Regions from separate parts of the Mus musculus genome. Here region 2 is linked to region 1. The links are chromatin contacts, called in public Hi-C maps. All regions are on one chromosome and are shown on one strand. The core of a region is the stretch at or near the end of the contact, and the rest is flanking DNA. Distances in the headings are between cores, read along the strand shown. Region 1 overlaps Prkcb (protein kinase C, beta). Region 2 overlaps Cacng3 (calcium channel, voltage-dependent, gamma subunit 3).

Evidence for each region. A called contact is a pair of places that touch in the nucleus more often than the background predicts.
Region 2: a contact with region 1 is called in a Hi-C map of cerebral cortex, with 4 times the contacts expected there. The contact joins two enhancer-like sites. A contact is called at or near these places in 1 of 15 datasets of contacts at CTCF or cohesin (pro-B cells), 2 of 484 Hi-C or Micro-C datasets (cerebral cortex and embryonic stem cells) and 2 of 115 datasets of contacts at active chromatin or transcription factors (embryonic basal ganglia and embryonic stem cells).

The regions. Positions count from the first base shown.
Region 1 is chr7:122,492,362-122,499,303 of GRCm38.p6, reverse strand. The region is part of intron 5 of Prkcb (protein kinase C, beta); the gene reads right to left. Among named protein-coding and RNA genes, the nearest start is that of Cacng3, 180 kb to the left of the region's middle. Within about 2 kb of position 4,998, at least 6 of the 459 cell types and tissues checked have an H3K27ac peak or open chromatin away from gene starts, as enhancers often do. A contact at or near this core is called in cerebral cortex, where this site is marked.
Region 2 is chr7:122,700,742-122,707,885 of GRCm38.p6, reverse strand. All of the region lies in intron 1 of Cacng3 (calcium channel, voltage-dependent, gamma subunit 3), which reads right to left. Among named protein-coding and RNA genes, the nearest start is that of Cacng3, 33 kb to the right of the region's middle. Within about 2 kb of position 5,080, at least 7 of the 459 cell types and tissues checked have an H3K27ac peak or open chromatin away from gene starts, as enhancers often do. A contact at or near this core is called in cerebral cortex, where this site is marked.

The DNA of each region.
Region 1 (6,942 bases), core at 3,749-6,248:
CAGAGATACACATGTTTCATTCAAAAGACACTTCCAAACCACTCAAGCAAAGAGTTAAGATACCATCTGGCCATGTCATCCTCATCATTGCAAGAGGATTCTGGGGAACCTCTGACATACCTAGGCATTTAGACACTGAGCTCTGGGGATGTCTATGATGTGGGAGCATCCTGGGAAAACTGGTGGGACTTCAAGAACAGCCACCCCAAGAAGGTCACAGCTACTTGCTACCTACTGGAGAAATACTGGTGGTGGTTTTTGGAAGAATGCCTAACCAGACACTGATATAAATCTGATGCTCATCTCCAAAAAGCTTGCATGGCAGAGATAAAGTGCATTCTAGCACAGACCCCACCCCCATCCCTGCCTGGCTAGAATGCTCAGAAGGAAAGGGATGCCCTGCAGAGCCGACCCACCTGAGATACCATCTCTGGCTCACAGAGAGCAAGCCCTAGGATGTTTCTTCCTTCAGCACACAGTGACTCTATATATAATAGGCTATGGCTTTAAATGATTTGTTTCCCCAATTCCCACTTTACTGGATTTTGTCACTTGTGCCCCGAGGCTCTTCCCGCCACCCAGGCCCTGCAGCTAGACATGAGTCATCTCCTCTTGCCTCAGGGAGAGAGTTGTCAGGTGTGACGGAAGAACAAAGGCAGCAAATCCTTGACTTTTTGGTCCTCAAAGCTTCTGTCCCCTCCTTCTTCCCCAGCCACGGCTCAGAAGGTGAACTGCAGGGTGACAGGGAGCGACAGTCCCTTCTCTGCTCTGTGATGCACCCCTCTGGTGCCCAAGCTCTGACTTATACTTGCTTTCAGCACTGGCTTCCACTGCAGCAGCTGCAGGGCTGGGGATGGAGCTGGGTTAGGAAGGTGCCTGCCTAACAAGTCCCTAGCATGAAGGAGGTGTGGTGGTGCACACCTGAATTCCCAGCACCTGGGAGGGAGAGGCAGGGGGATGGGGAGTTCAAGGCTATCCTGACTACAAGAGTAAGTTGGAGGCCAGCCTGGGAACACCTGAGTCTCAAAACAAAAACAAACACAAAAATCCACAGCGAGCTCCCATGCACACCTTGCCCTAATACAAAACCCCAGGACTGGTCCCAGACGCTCAGTCCTAGAGAGAGGCTGGATCCAAACCTGACAGGGGCAGAGCTAGAGCAAACAGCCGAGACGTGTACTTTCCTATGTGTGATGAAAGATCCTCTCTCTCCCAGCCCATAGACTGAGAAGTGGTTTCTCCATCTATTGTCCACAAAACTGCAGCAGGCTAATAGGCAACAGACACCACCCAGACCTCTTGAAGTAAAGACCAAACTGAGTGTTCCGTTACTGTAACAAAACTTCCAGCTTATTCTGAGGCTCCTGAGGTATGAGAACCACCACTTTTGGCCAGCGCTGTCTGACAGAACTTACTGGAAGAATGGAAATGTGTGCTCTCCCTGCTAGCAGCCCCTGGTCACTGGCTGCTGAGGATGTGAAGTCTGGCTATTGTACAGGAAGAACTGAATTCTTTACTTTTCATTTAATTCTCATTGATTCCTATTTAAATGATCCCATGTGGCTGGTGGCTGCCATGTTGTACTGAGCGGCTGGAACACTTACGTCAGTCTCCTGCCTGACAGACCTACCTCAGTACCCTCTTCTTGCAGGTCAGCCTACGAGCTGCAGACAAATTAATCTTCTCGGAGCATAGATCTTATCATGTCGTCCCTGAGCCTGAAACACTCTCAGTGACTCACCATCCCTTTCTGAGTCGAACGAAGTCCATTTCCTTCTGTTCTTTTTTTTAATAAGACTAAAAATGACTTATCTCAGAATATGATTTTTTAAAAAGACTAAATAATTGTAATACATGACGATGAGTGAGCTCCTGTAAAAGACTTGTACTGAACGCAGGTTATACATGAATCTCATTTAATCCTCACCAAAACCTTATGATATACATATAGGGCTCTCTCTCCACTTCACTTATGTGAAAACTGAGCTGAGGAGGTTGAACGATGCATCTGACATCCCATAGCTGTCAATAGAAGAGCAGGATTGGAACCCATGCCAGTGCTGGGGACGATGGTGAGCTCTGTAGTTTAAGGAACTTCAAGTTCAAGGATAGCATGGTCTACTTGGTGACAACCAGTCTCAAACACCATGACTATACAACTATCTCTAAGACATCCCCCTAATCCTGGCAGGTTTTCCTGGGTCAAGTTTGATGTTGAATGTGCCCTCTCTTGGTTCGTCAGTGGTTGCATTCCCATGGAAGCAGCTTCTAGGGCTCCGTGAAACATGGGCACACTTGTTCTTTTGAAGTGAACAAGCGAAAGCTGTCATCAGATGTCTTGGATGCCTCTGGGTAAAGATTAACATATTTATCCCCAAAATAGCATATCTTTGCATCTCAGATGGTATATCTGGCACATCTTAAGGGAAGTCAGCACGTCATTCATCAAGGTGTTAACAAACAAACAAACAAACATGATGGAGGACCTTTTAAAAATGATACAGACAGATCAGGCAGGTGAGAGCCAGACAGGTGAGCAAGGACAGGTACCTGTTAGCTTAGAAAAGATGCTGAGCCATCACTGGAAAGAGAGGCCCATTGGACACGCAAACTTTATATGCCCCAGTACAGGGGAACGCCAGGGCCAACAAAATGGGAATGGGTGGGTAGGGAAGTGGGGGGGAGGGTATGGGGGACTTTTGGGATAGCATTGGAAATGTAATTGAGGAAAATACGTAATTAAAAAAAAAGTATGATATATAAAAAAAAGATGCTGAGGAGGGAATGAAATCTAATCTCAGCCTCCATCCCAGAGTGGAGAGTCTGTGTGTGTGTGTGTGTGTGTGTGTGTGTGTGTGTGTGTGTGTGTGTGTGTGTGTGTGTGTATGTGAGTGTGTGTGTGTGTGTGTGTGTGTGTGTGTGTGTGTGTGTGTATGTGTATGTATTATGTTGAAGCCCTGAAGGATATTGGTAGTCTCTGGGTAGGCCAGACACTAACTTTGTCATGGCTGGGCCATGTCCCGGGGAAGGAACAAACAAGCCACAGGGACAGAAGTGCTTGTGCTATTAGTTATCTGACAAGTGGTATAGAAACAATTTAAGCATCCACCATACCAAAGCAAGTGAGTACTGCATAGAAACTTCTTCTTGTTGTTGTTTTAAAAATGAGGTTCCAGATAGTTTCATTTTATTTATCATTTATTTTTATAACGTGTGGTGCTGGGAATTAAACCTGGGCCTCATGAGTGCTAGGCTAATCCCTCCGCCTCTGGGCTGCATTCCCACTCTCAGTTTCACCTTTAAAGAGGTCTCCAGAAGACTGCTTAAGAACTGATAACAAGCTGATGGGGTGGGGGAGATATCAGATATCAGATGCCTGCTAGGTGTTCTGGTGACTATGAGAGAGCTTCCTCCACAGTGCTCAGGCCTAGAGTCCTAGGTAATGGTGCTCTTCTGTGGAAATTTGACAAGGTGGGACCTAGCTAGAGGAAGAAGATCAAGGGGGTGGATCATTAGGAGTGTGTAACCCTGGCCCACTCCTTCACCTCCCCTGACCCCTGTTTCTTTTCCTCCCCCAACCCTCTTCCTATCAGGAAGAGCAGCAAGAGCTCTTCTGTCACGTGTCCCTACCACCATGATGTCCTGTCCAACTACATGGGACCAAGAGGCCACCACAGGATGACCAATCTGAGACTGTGAGCCAAACCCCCTTTTTTAAAAGTTGTTTGCCTCAGGTTTGGCTGGCCGACTGTAAGCTGACTAACACAGTGTGAGGTCATGTTACGGAGGGATGGGGAATAACGAAACTCTAAAGAGGTCATGGTTGAACAGAGTAAAAGTCCAAATACAGTCAGCTTTACTTCCGTGAGCTTCACATTTTTCAAAAGGAAAAAGGAAGAACTAGTCATGTGTGCGCGCAAATGTGTGTGTGCAACACTAAACTGATCCAAATCGCAACCAGCCCACAGAGCGCAGCAGACTCAACTGGGCATCTTCGGAACGGTAATGACCTTGGCAGAGACGCTGCAACTGGGGCTTGAAAACACCTGTGACGGGCTCCCAATGGAGGAGCTAGAGAAAGCACCCAAGGAGCTAAAGGGATCTGCAACCCTATAGGTGGAACAACATTATGAACTAACCAGTACCCCGGAGCTCTTGACTCTAGCTGCATATGTATCAAAAGATGGCCTAGTCGGCCATCACTGGAAAGAGAGGCCCATTGGACACGCAAACTTTATATGCCCCAGTACAGGGGAACGCCAGGGCCAAAAAGGGGGAGTAGGTGGGTAGGGGAGGGGGGGTGGGTGGCTATGGGGGACTTTGGGTATAGCATTGGAAATGTAAATGAGCTAAATACCTAATAAAAAATGGAAAAGGAAAAAAAAAAAAAAAAGAAAACACCTGTGACCTTTCCAGAATGTGCCCACCTCGATCCTCGTGATGCTGAAGTGCTGAAGCTGTACACAGAGCTGGTAAGGGGTGAGGCGAGGCCTTGGCTGGAGCCACTACCATCCCATCCACTCTCCCCCCACCCCCCCAGTCCTCTTGCCTCTACCTTTGGACTTCAAGCATATATGGCTGCTTGCTCCCCTCGGCAAGCTTCTGCATCTGAGAGAGTAACAGACAGACTGAGTGTGCGTGCGGGACCATGTCCCACACGTACTGTCTAACAACTATGTGCAGGCTGAGCATGCCCGACAGATCTCTCCTTAATGACTCGGACCTTCCCACCAAATCCCAGGCAGTTCTGCCGGCTCTGGAGAACCTGGCTAGGCCAGAGTCATCGTCTGTGCATACACTCTGTGATCAGCTGTGCCCTTCCCTGAGGGGGAAAGATGCAGAGTAAGCCTTAAGCAAAAAACCCAAGAGAAAATTTGTAAAGGAGCGTCATGACCCAACCGTCTTTGAGATCTTTCTCTGCCTGCAAGGCCCCCTGCCCTCAAGCTGATGCCCATGCATTAACCAGACCTCAGCACAGATCAGCCACCATCCAGGGCTTGCAGAGCAGGCGCTTGGAGCTCCCCCTAGAGTTCAGAGTGTACCTGTCCTTTATCCAGAGGACTCCCTCCATGGTCCTTTGCCAAAAGCCCATTTTGCCTGCCTTTCCTGTCTCTGCTGCCATTTCCTCCCTAAGGCCCTTTTGGGCCTCACCTCACCCCTCACCAGCTGTGCTCCATTCACCCTCAGCACCTCAGCACACCCAATGGGACATTCAGTTGTCACCTAGAGAAGAGACTGTGACACCCCAATGTTTTGAAAGAAGCCTGTGCTCTGATGAGGACTTTGAGTCTCAGTGACACTACTTTCTAGCTGCGTGACTGTGGGAAGTTTCCTGGGCTGTCTGGGTCTCGGTTTCTCCCTCTGTAGTATGAGAATAGTAGCAATGCTACCTCATAGAATTGTGTATGAGTGTGTGTGTGAGGTGGGGGTTGCTTAAGAGCTACGATGAACACTACATTATAATATGAATTATCCTGACTACAACCTATTACTGTTCTGTCCTACTAAGTGCTGAGGAAAACCATTTGTATATACTTTGCAAATGTTGAATAAATGGTTAAAGGTCATTAGACTCCCCAATTCCCTATAAGATTAAAGCCGCCTGTGAGCAAGATCTGTTCCTATGGTGACCACATCTGGGTGCCCAGCCTGAGTACCAGCATCCAGCCCAGTGCATGTGGTCAATGAATGAGCATGGAACTGATACATGGGTAAATAGCATGCTTCCCTCTATCTGCTGCAGTGTCCCAGTGACTGTGACACAGCGGTCTCTTCTCTCATCCCCTGGGCCACCTTGCATTTGCATCCGGCACAGAGCACACTCCATCTACTTGCTGTGTGAACCATGGTGGCTCAATAGACCAGCGCAGTGAGGAACGGGCTACATGCTGAAGGACCAAACAAATGTCCAGGAACCACACATCCCTAAGAGCATCCTTAGGAGACAGAGAAGATCCTAATGTGCAAGAGAATTTGCAGGTGCCATGATCCATTCTGCTAATGACCGTGGACAAGGGTGGCACTTGCGGAGCAGTCTATGCGCACATGTTTAAGTGTGTTCATGTGCGGAGGTGTTCCTTACCCCCACTGTCCTTGCTCCTCACAGCCACACTTGTTCCACGTCTCCCTGGGAGGCCCAGCTGGTTTAGAAAAGTCAGTGTCCTGGCTGATTTGAAAACAGGCTGTTCTGAGACCATCTGCTTCCTTTGCCCTAGGACACGGGAGCTGGCGTAAACTGTCCTCCTGTGCCGTGTCTCCTGCATTTCAAGCAGTCTTGTCTGATCTCAAGCCACTTTCCATACCAAATTCATAAAATGTGGTGGTGAGGTGTGGAGACACCGAAGCCAGAGAGCCTGGGCTTCAAGAGACTCGTTGTCATTCAGTGGCTGTGTGCCCCAAGTCACGTACTGTCTCAGTGACTCAGAACCCTTCTCCAAAAGAAGGGGCTTTATAATAAGAATGTTATCTCACTGGAACAGTGTAGTAATTAAGTGAATTCATACAGTCTTTGGCATATAGTAAACTCAGAGTGTTCCATCTTGTGATTACTGGCTATTATTCTGCATTGGCATCCCATAATGCTTCCACAGCATGCTTGGTGACCTTAACACACACACACACACACACACACACACACACACACACACCAGGGTGCTCAAATACACAACTGGTCCTAAAGGAAATGACCATTCTTCAGCACTCTTCTTGCAAAAAGCCAAGCATTTCTCTTTACCTAACAGTCGCAACAGCAACAGCAAAAGCAAACCCAGTGTCAGAGTAACCTCCAAATTAAACAAATGCCCCAACTGGTAATTCACCCTCCAGTCTTCATCCCAATTAGTACTCAATTTTTACATAGTCACTAAGCCATGAGTCTGTTCTGTATTAGATATATTTTCATTTAGCTTCATAACACTCCCACTAAAAACAACGCTGAAAACC
Region 2 (7,144 bases), core at 3,831-6,330, 210 kb before region 1:
TTCACATGGTTGCAACACAGATGCAAGATTCAAACACAGGCAGAGTGGTCCCAAGGTCTGTGCTTACCAGGTTATCAGACAGAGTGGCAAGGCTAAAGAGACTGGGGACTTCCTCCCATTCAATAAGGAAAGATGCTGAGGCAACAGTGCAATGGTGTAGCTCTTGTCTAGGATGTTCGATTCTCAAGCATGAGGTTGGGGGTCACCTAAGTAGGGGTGTGGTGAGTTGGGACAGCTCAGTGGGTAGAAGCTTTTTTTTTTATGCAGGCCTAAGAACATGGATTTGACCCCTAGAACCCACACTGAAGTTTAGGGAGAGAATGGACTCCATATAGTTGTACTCTGCCCTCTGTACTTGTATCACGGAATGCAGGCTCCACCCTGACACACCATAAATACACATTGATGATGATGATGATGATGACGATGATGATGACGACAACAATGATAAAATGAAAACAAAATAAAGAAACAGACTCACAGAGTACATGGTTACTTCAGGGCATACCACCAGAGGCAGTGCTGACATTGGAGCTGAGATAAGAACCCAGGATTCTTAAATCAAAAGGACAACAACTTCTTTGGACTTGATGATTTCTATGTTGTTTCCCTTCCAGAGCTGTGATCAAATTCCCTGATGTAGACAACTTACAGGGCAAAAGGCTTCCTGCACAGTTTTGGGGGGCTTCATCTGTCACAACAGGGAAGGCATCTCATGGCTGCTCAGTCCACACCTTGGTGGCCAGGAGAAGTCTGGCTCTTCGCTCCCTGTCTCCATTTCCCTTTTTACATCCCAGAAATGCCACCCACATTCACGGTGGGTCCTCCTCCTCAGTTACAGCACACTCAGAGGTCGGGTTCACCGCCCATGGTGGTTCTAATTCAGTTACACTAAATGAAGATTGACAATCACAGCAGGTGACCCAAGTCTAAGCAGCCAAGATCTGGATGACATGTCTACACAAACAATTATCCAGATGTTCCTAAGAGCCAGATGTTTGCTCTGCAATGGGCTGAGCATCCAAGCAACTGAATACACATCTTCTCTGGTGACAGGAGTTCCTGTCAAGCCCCTGGGCAGGTTTGCTCCTCAGCAGGCAACGCTTCATTCCACCCCCACCCCCCTCTTGCTCATTCCCATTCTACCTGAGGGAGATTTGGGTTCTTTTTTCTACTTCCTTTTATTTTTTTTCTCAGGATTATTATTTTTTTTGTTGTTCATTCCAGCTTAGATTTTACTCAAATTTCTTAGGACTGACTCAAAGGAAAAAAAGCATTTTGTTAAAATAGCTGTGTTGCTTTTAAACAATTTGTCCTCCTACTCTCCTTTTCTTTTTGGAAGACAGAAACCGAATATAGATTTGTGGGAGAGAGATAAAGAGAGAACCATAGGAGAGGAGTGGAGAGGAGAGGAGGGGAGGGGAGGGGAAGGGAGGGGAAGGGAGGGGAGGGGAAGGAAGGGGAGGAGAACACTGGGAATGGATGTGGGGAAGATGAGGAAGGGGCAGGGGTGGGAGGCAGACCTGCGGAATCTGAGCTCCAAAGCCCGATAGGGACAGAGCCCTCCCTGTTTCTGTTGCCTGTGATATGTTGCAGAAACTCAGACTATCTCTCTGTGTGGACATTTTTGTTTATTACTATTGTTAATGGCTTTTAAAGCATATATATTGCACATAGTGACGGATTTCATAAAGACATTTCTGTCAAGAACATCGTCCATTTTGACTGTTTTAACTCCCGTTCTCTCCTTCCGGCTTCTCCCTCATTAGTCCACTTCTTTCTACTTTTATGCCACAGATACGCACATGATTACACACACACACACACACACACACACACACACACACACACACACATAGAGGAACTACACGTGAGGAAATGAAAGCAGTATTAACCTTTCTGAGCTTGGCTTATTTGATTTAATATGACAGTGGTGTCAAAGAGGAACCAATGCCAGCTCCCTGCAAGATCTTATGTTTCTGATTAGTTGCATTTAATAAGGAGAAGCCCAGAAAAGCCAGCATCCTGTACCTGAGGGACCAGCATAGTCACGGATTTCTGCTGCTGCCTCCCCTGGGGGGCCTGCTGGAACCTGGGCAGCTTCGCATCGTGGACAGGACATGTGCATTCAAAGTCCTCCCTCCAAGCATTAAATTTAGGTGTTGCTTAGCTCTAGAGTCTTCTTCAGCTTTCTTGGCCTTGATCCATCCTGCCTGTACTCAGGAGTGCATCCTGTCTGCTGTGGGAGTCCTTACCTGGTCAATATCCATCCCTCCTGTGCCTCAGTTTCTCTGGACACTGGCTTATCCTAAAACCAGCTCACCTTGTCCTACCCTCTTTCAAAACCACATCCTCCTTAGCAGTCGGCTCCCTTCATCCCCACGCTGCTGTCAGCTTCTTTCCCCCTATTATCTGAGTGAGATACAGAGCTAGCAGGCTGTCTTTAGTGTGTGCACTGGTCGATGTATCTCCCAGGCAGCAATTCATTTCTTTGCTACAGTAATGCCAAGGTATGGTAATCTGTTGTATGTATGTATGTATGTATGTATGCATGTATGTATGTGCACATTGCTCGCAGAGTCTAGAAGAAAACATTGGGTTCCCTGATGGCTACAGATAGCTGTGAACTGCTGTATGTGGGTGCTCAGAACAGGACTAGGGACCTCTGGAAGCACATGCATGCTCTTCCCTGCTGATTCATCTCTCTTGTCCCTTCCACTCCTGCTCCCTTCTTTACTGATTAAAAGACTGAGGCACAGAGGCATTAAGAAACTTTCTTTCCAGGTCACCCTGCCTGGAAACAAGTGGTGGAAACAAGACTTGAACCCAGCACAGTCTGCCTCCCTACTATGCATATTCCTAACCATTGTGCTGGTGACTCACTCCTGTGAGCCTGGCTTTCATGGCCACAATTTCCTCTTCCCCTCCCTCCCTTCCTTTCTTCTCTGTTTCTTTCTGTGTCCTTCCCCCCTTGTATGCATGTGTTCATATTTCTAGAAAGGCCTTGTATTTAACCTAGACTGACCTTGAATTCAAGATCCTCCTGCATCAGCTTCCTGAGTGCTGCAGTTACAGGTATACCATATACGAATACCAATATACTTTTTTAAAGGAAGACTGGGAAATGGCCTTTCAGGTCCAGGTCCTTTTACTTCTTATCTTCTTCCACCAAAGGATACTGTTTCCACTTTCCATCTGATTAGTGTAGCCTATATCTGGACCACTGATCCAACCAACTGTAGACAGAAAGAGTATGTGTAGGAAAATGCATCTATACTCAACACAGAGAGACTTTTTTTCTTACCTCATTTCCTAAACAACACAGTGTAGCAACTATTTACATCTCATTAGACACTACAAATTACGTAGGGATGGTTTATATACACAGCCGGATGTACTGGCACCACAGGCAACATACAGCTACTACATCTCACACGAAGGAGCTGTATTGGAATGCTTGATGCTTGCATGGTCTTTAGGTGCATAGTCACACGGTCATCAGAGGTGTGGCTAAGATGCAGGCAAGTGCTGCAATGTGTTCTATTTGGTACTGTCCCATCTGCAGGCTGTCAGAGCAGCGACAAAGTTTCACAAAACAACTGCAGACAGCTATGGAGAACTGACCACAGGCCCATAGTAATCCATCATCAGTTATAACTTCCATGTTGAGCCTGTGAGAAGCCACTATGCTTTGCCTGTCAGTGATGAAGAAAGAGTCGTAGGAAAGTGAAGCCAGCATGCCAAAGTCACCCAGCTACGAAGGGGCAGACCCAGGAGTCTGCCCATGTTTCTGAGCATCCTCTCTTACTGCTAGGAGGATTTCCCACCAGCCCCTATTAGGAGACACAAGTTTTTGTTATGTGGCATGACATCCTCTAAGGAAGTGAAATGTCCGTCTGATCTTGGTACCAAGAGAAATTGTGCTGTTCTAAATTTCATTTATTTTAGGTGTTATTTATTGAGCAGTAGCTAAGTGGCTGAGATTGTGATCAATATCCTCCATAATGCTTGTTTCATTTTATCTTCAAAATAATTTCATGGTTGCAATTATTATCCCTAGTAGAGGAAAAAACCAAACCAACAAGATCTTATGATCTAAGTAACTTGCCCAGGGATGAGGTATGGATAAAGTCTGCTTGGTAACTTAAGCCAAGTTTAGGCATAGGTCTGGAAAGATACCCGATTCTACTATTTATAAACTAGGCGACCAACTTAAGCTACTTAATTTCTTTCATGCCACAGTTTCTTTATCTATGAAATGGGCATGATGGGGACTGAGTTAATTCTTCTAAGGTTATCAGTACTCTCTGCATGTAGCTGACTGCTGAGAGACTCAGTCTGCACCTCATCTTGTTAGCTGCCCTTAACAGAAACACAGAAGCTCCAGGTCTGCATCTCTAGACTCACTTTTGCCTTGGTTCTGTTCTCGTTCTTCTTCAGTGCAATCTCATTGCATAGCTAGAAATCCTCTCCATCTTTTCAGAAGCAAAATGAGTGTAACTCGGCAAGTATACAAAATGGTGAGTAATTCTGATTCAAGTCAAGCTTACTATACATAGTAGGTCTTTGTTCCAACCTCCCTCCCTCCCACCCTCAAGTTACAAGCCTATCTTTTTATCCAAGACTGGGAGCCACACTGTTCTTAGCTACTACTCCACATATTTCCTCCATGTTGAGCTTTCCATGTCTGTGAATGATAGCCAATATTACGGCACTCTCTCCAGACTTTTAGTACTACTGTTTGAAAAGATTTTATATAAATCACTATTCTCTATTTCACAGATAAGGAAACTGAGGCACAGAAGAATTAAATAGCTTCACTACAGTCTTGCAGTCTATAGTTAGTAGGACCAGCTGTCTGTAAATCCAGGCAGTGGAGTCCCACAGTCCCAAACCACTAGTCCATGCTACCTGCAGTTAGGAGTTCAGTTGGAGAGCCTTCCTGAAGTAGCCACAGATGTCTCTCAGAGTAGTCACCGTGTCCCTATTAGTAACTGGAAGGGAGGCCAGAGTCCTGGGGGTGAAGCCCTCCCTGTAAGTGGGTGGGCCCACACATACTGGAGGCTGAATCCTGTAAGCTTCGGGGCTCCACCTTCTGTCCAGCTGCTCCAGCTCTGGAGAGCTTGGTCTCCACCTGCCAACTTGGAAGTTTTAGCATCTCAGCTGTTTCAGAATTACCAAAGCCCACAAAATGCTAAGGTGCTTTTTTTAGGGTTTTTTAAAAAAATGTGTCTTCTCCACCATCACACAACAATCCAAAGGAAAAATTTCAGGTTCTTTGCCAAATGCGTATTTTTAAAGATTGCATTTGGCCAAATACCAGAGATGGAACGTCAGAGAGGACTGTGGGGGTTGCTGAGGTACATCCACGAGGACCAGGAGCAGCAGAAGGAGGACAGCTCTTTCTGTAGAGCTCTGGGTTGCCTGGGTGCAGTGGAGGCTTAAGTTGGTACCAGCTCCCTTACCACATTTGTTGACAAAGTTTTCCCTTAAAACATTATCATTTAACCCAGAGGGTGGCCCAGAGGATTCGGGGCTCTATATGAATATCTCTGCATGGCTTGGACAACAATTATCAATTGGCTCTTTAGTGGACAGTCTCCATACTTGTTGTTGTTGTTGTTGTTGTTGTTGGTGGTGGTGGTGGTGGTGGTGGTGGTGGTGTGTGTGTGTGTGTGTGTGTGTGTGTGTGTAGCAGGCTCCCACCGGTGTGAATCGGCTAAGTCATCATTTTGTAGCGCTTCCGTTTGGGACTGCAAACATCCACCAACAAATAGGAGCCTTGCTTTCTAACGAGCTGGGGATGTGTGGAAAATAGAATCACTCACAGAAGTAGTGAGCCACAGATGTTCCATGGTGACAGCAGGCTGTGCCAAGCACAGACAGTATGTGTGGCCATAAGACAGGAAGTGCTGTCCAAGAGCCCAGGAGACAACGGGATGAGGACAGCTGGAGATGGAGCCTGGCCTCTCCTCCCCCAGGCCCAGCCTTCTGCAGAGTTGCATGACACCCAGTCTGGAAGTGGTCCAGGAAGCTGAATGTTTAGCTTTGAATAACTGCCATGAAAGCTTTCACCTCCAAAGCAAGGGGAAGAGATGTTTATAAGGAATCAGAAAGACGTGGGTTCAAATTCAAGTTCCAGTGCTAGCTAATGGAATGTCCTTGTCAAGTCAACTAACCACATTTTAAAAAAACACTATAAAATGGGAAAATAAAAGGACCTATTTGCAAGGTTGTTGCATGTATTGAAAGAGACAGTACAAAGCCCTTGCTATAGTGACCACTCATGGGAAACACCGTAAATAATGGCTGTCATCATAACTAGCACCAACAGCATCATCTTCCACACCATAGTCCTGACACCCTACTAAGCAGTCTTGACTTTTTATAATCCCACTTCTTCCCTTTCCACAGTAGGATTGGAATAATTATGATTAGTTCACAGAATTCGTGTTTATTAAGTTCTAGGACAGGACCTAACACTTAGCCCTCAAAACACATAAATCCATTCCTCTCTCCCCTTTAAGTTAAATTTCCGTTAAGTGTGGTTGAATTTGACTATCAAGTTTCCCAACTTTCAAGCCTGGTGTGGTGGCGCACGTCTTTAATCCAAGCACTCGGGAGGCAGAGGCATGCAGATTTCTGAGTTTGAGGCCACAACAAAGTGAGTTCCAGGATAGCCAGGGCTATACAGAGAAACCTTGTCTCAAACAAACAAATAAAAAACAAACAAACAAACAAACAAAAAAGTTTCCTAACTTTCTTTTAAAATGTGGCTGGATTTAATTTTCAAGAGGCAGAATCTGGCTAATATTACATGGCTGCACTGAGGACCCAGAAGCCAAGAGGGCAGAAGCAATGACTTGTCCAGAGGAGATGCTGCTGTGTCAGCATCTTGGTATAAACCTTATTCAGATCAATAAAGCATTACAGAGATGTATTCAAGGGAGAGAAGCAAGTGGAGAGACAATATCTTCACAATGTTATAATTTTTAAAGATTCATTTTATTTCAATGTAGGTGTGAATGAATATGTGGCTATCCATGAAAGCCAGAAGACAGTGTTACGGTGAGGAGCTGCCTGGGTATGGGTTCTGGGACTTCTGGTCCTCTATGAGCTAGCTCTTAACTGCTGAGTCATCTCC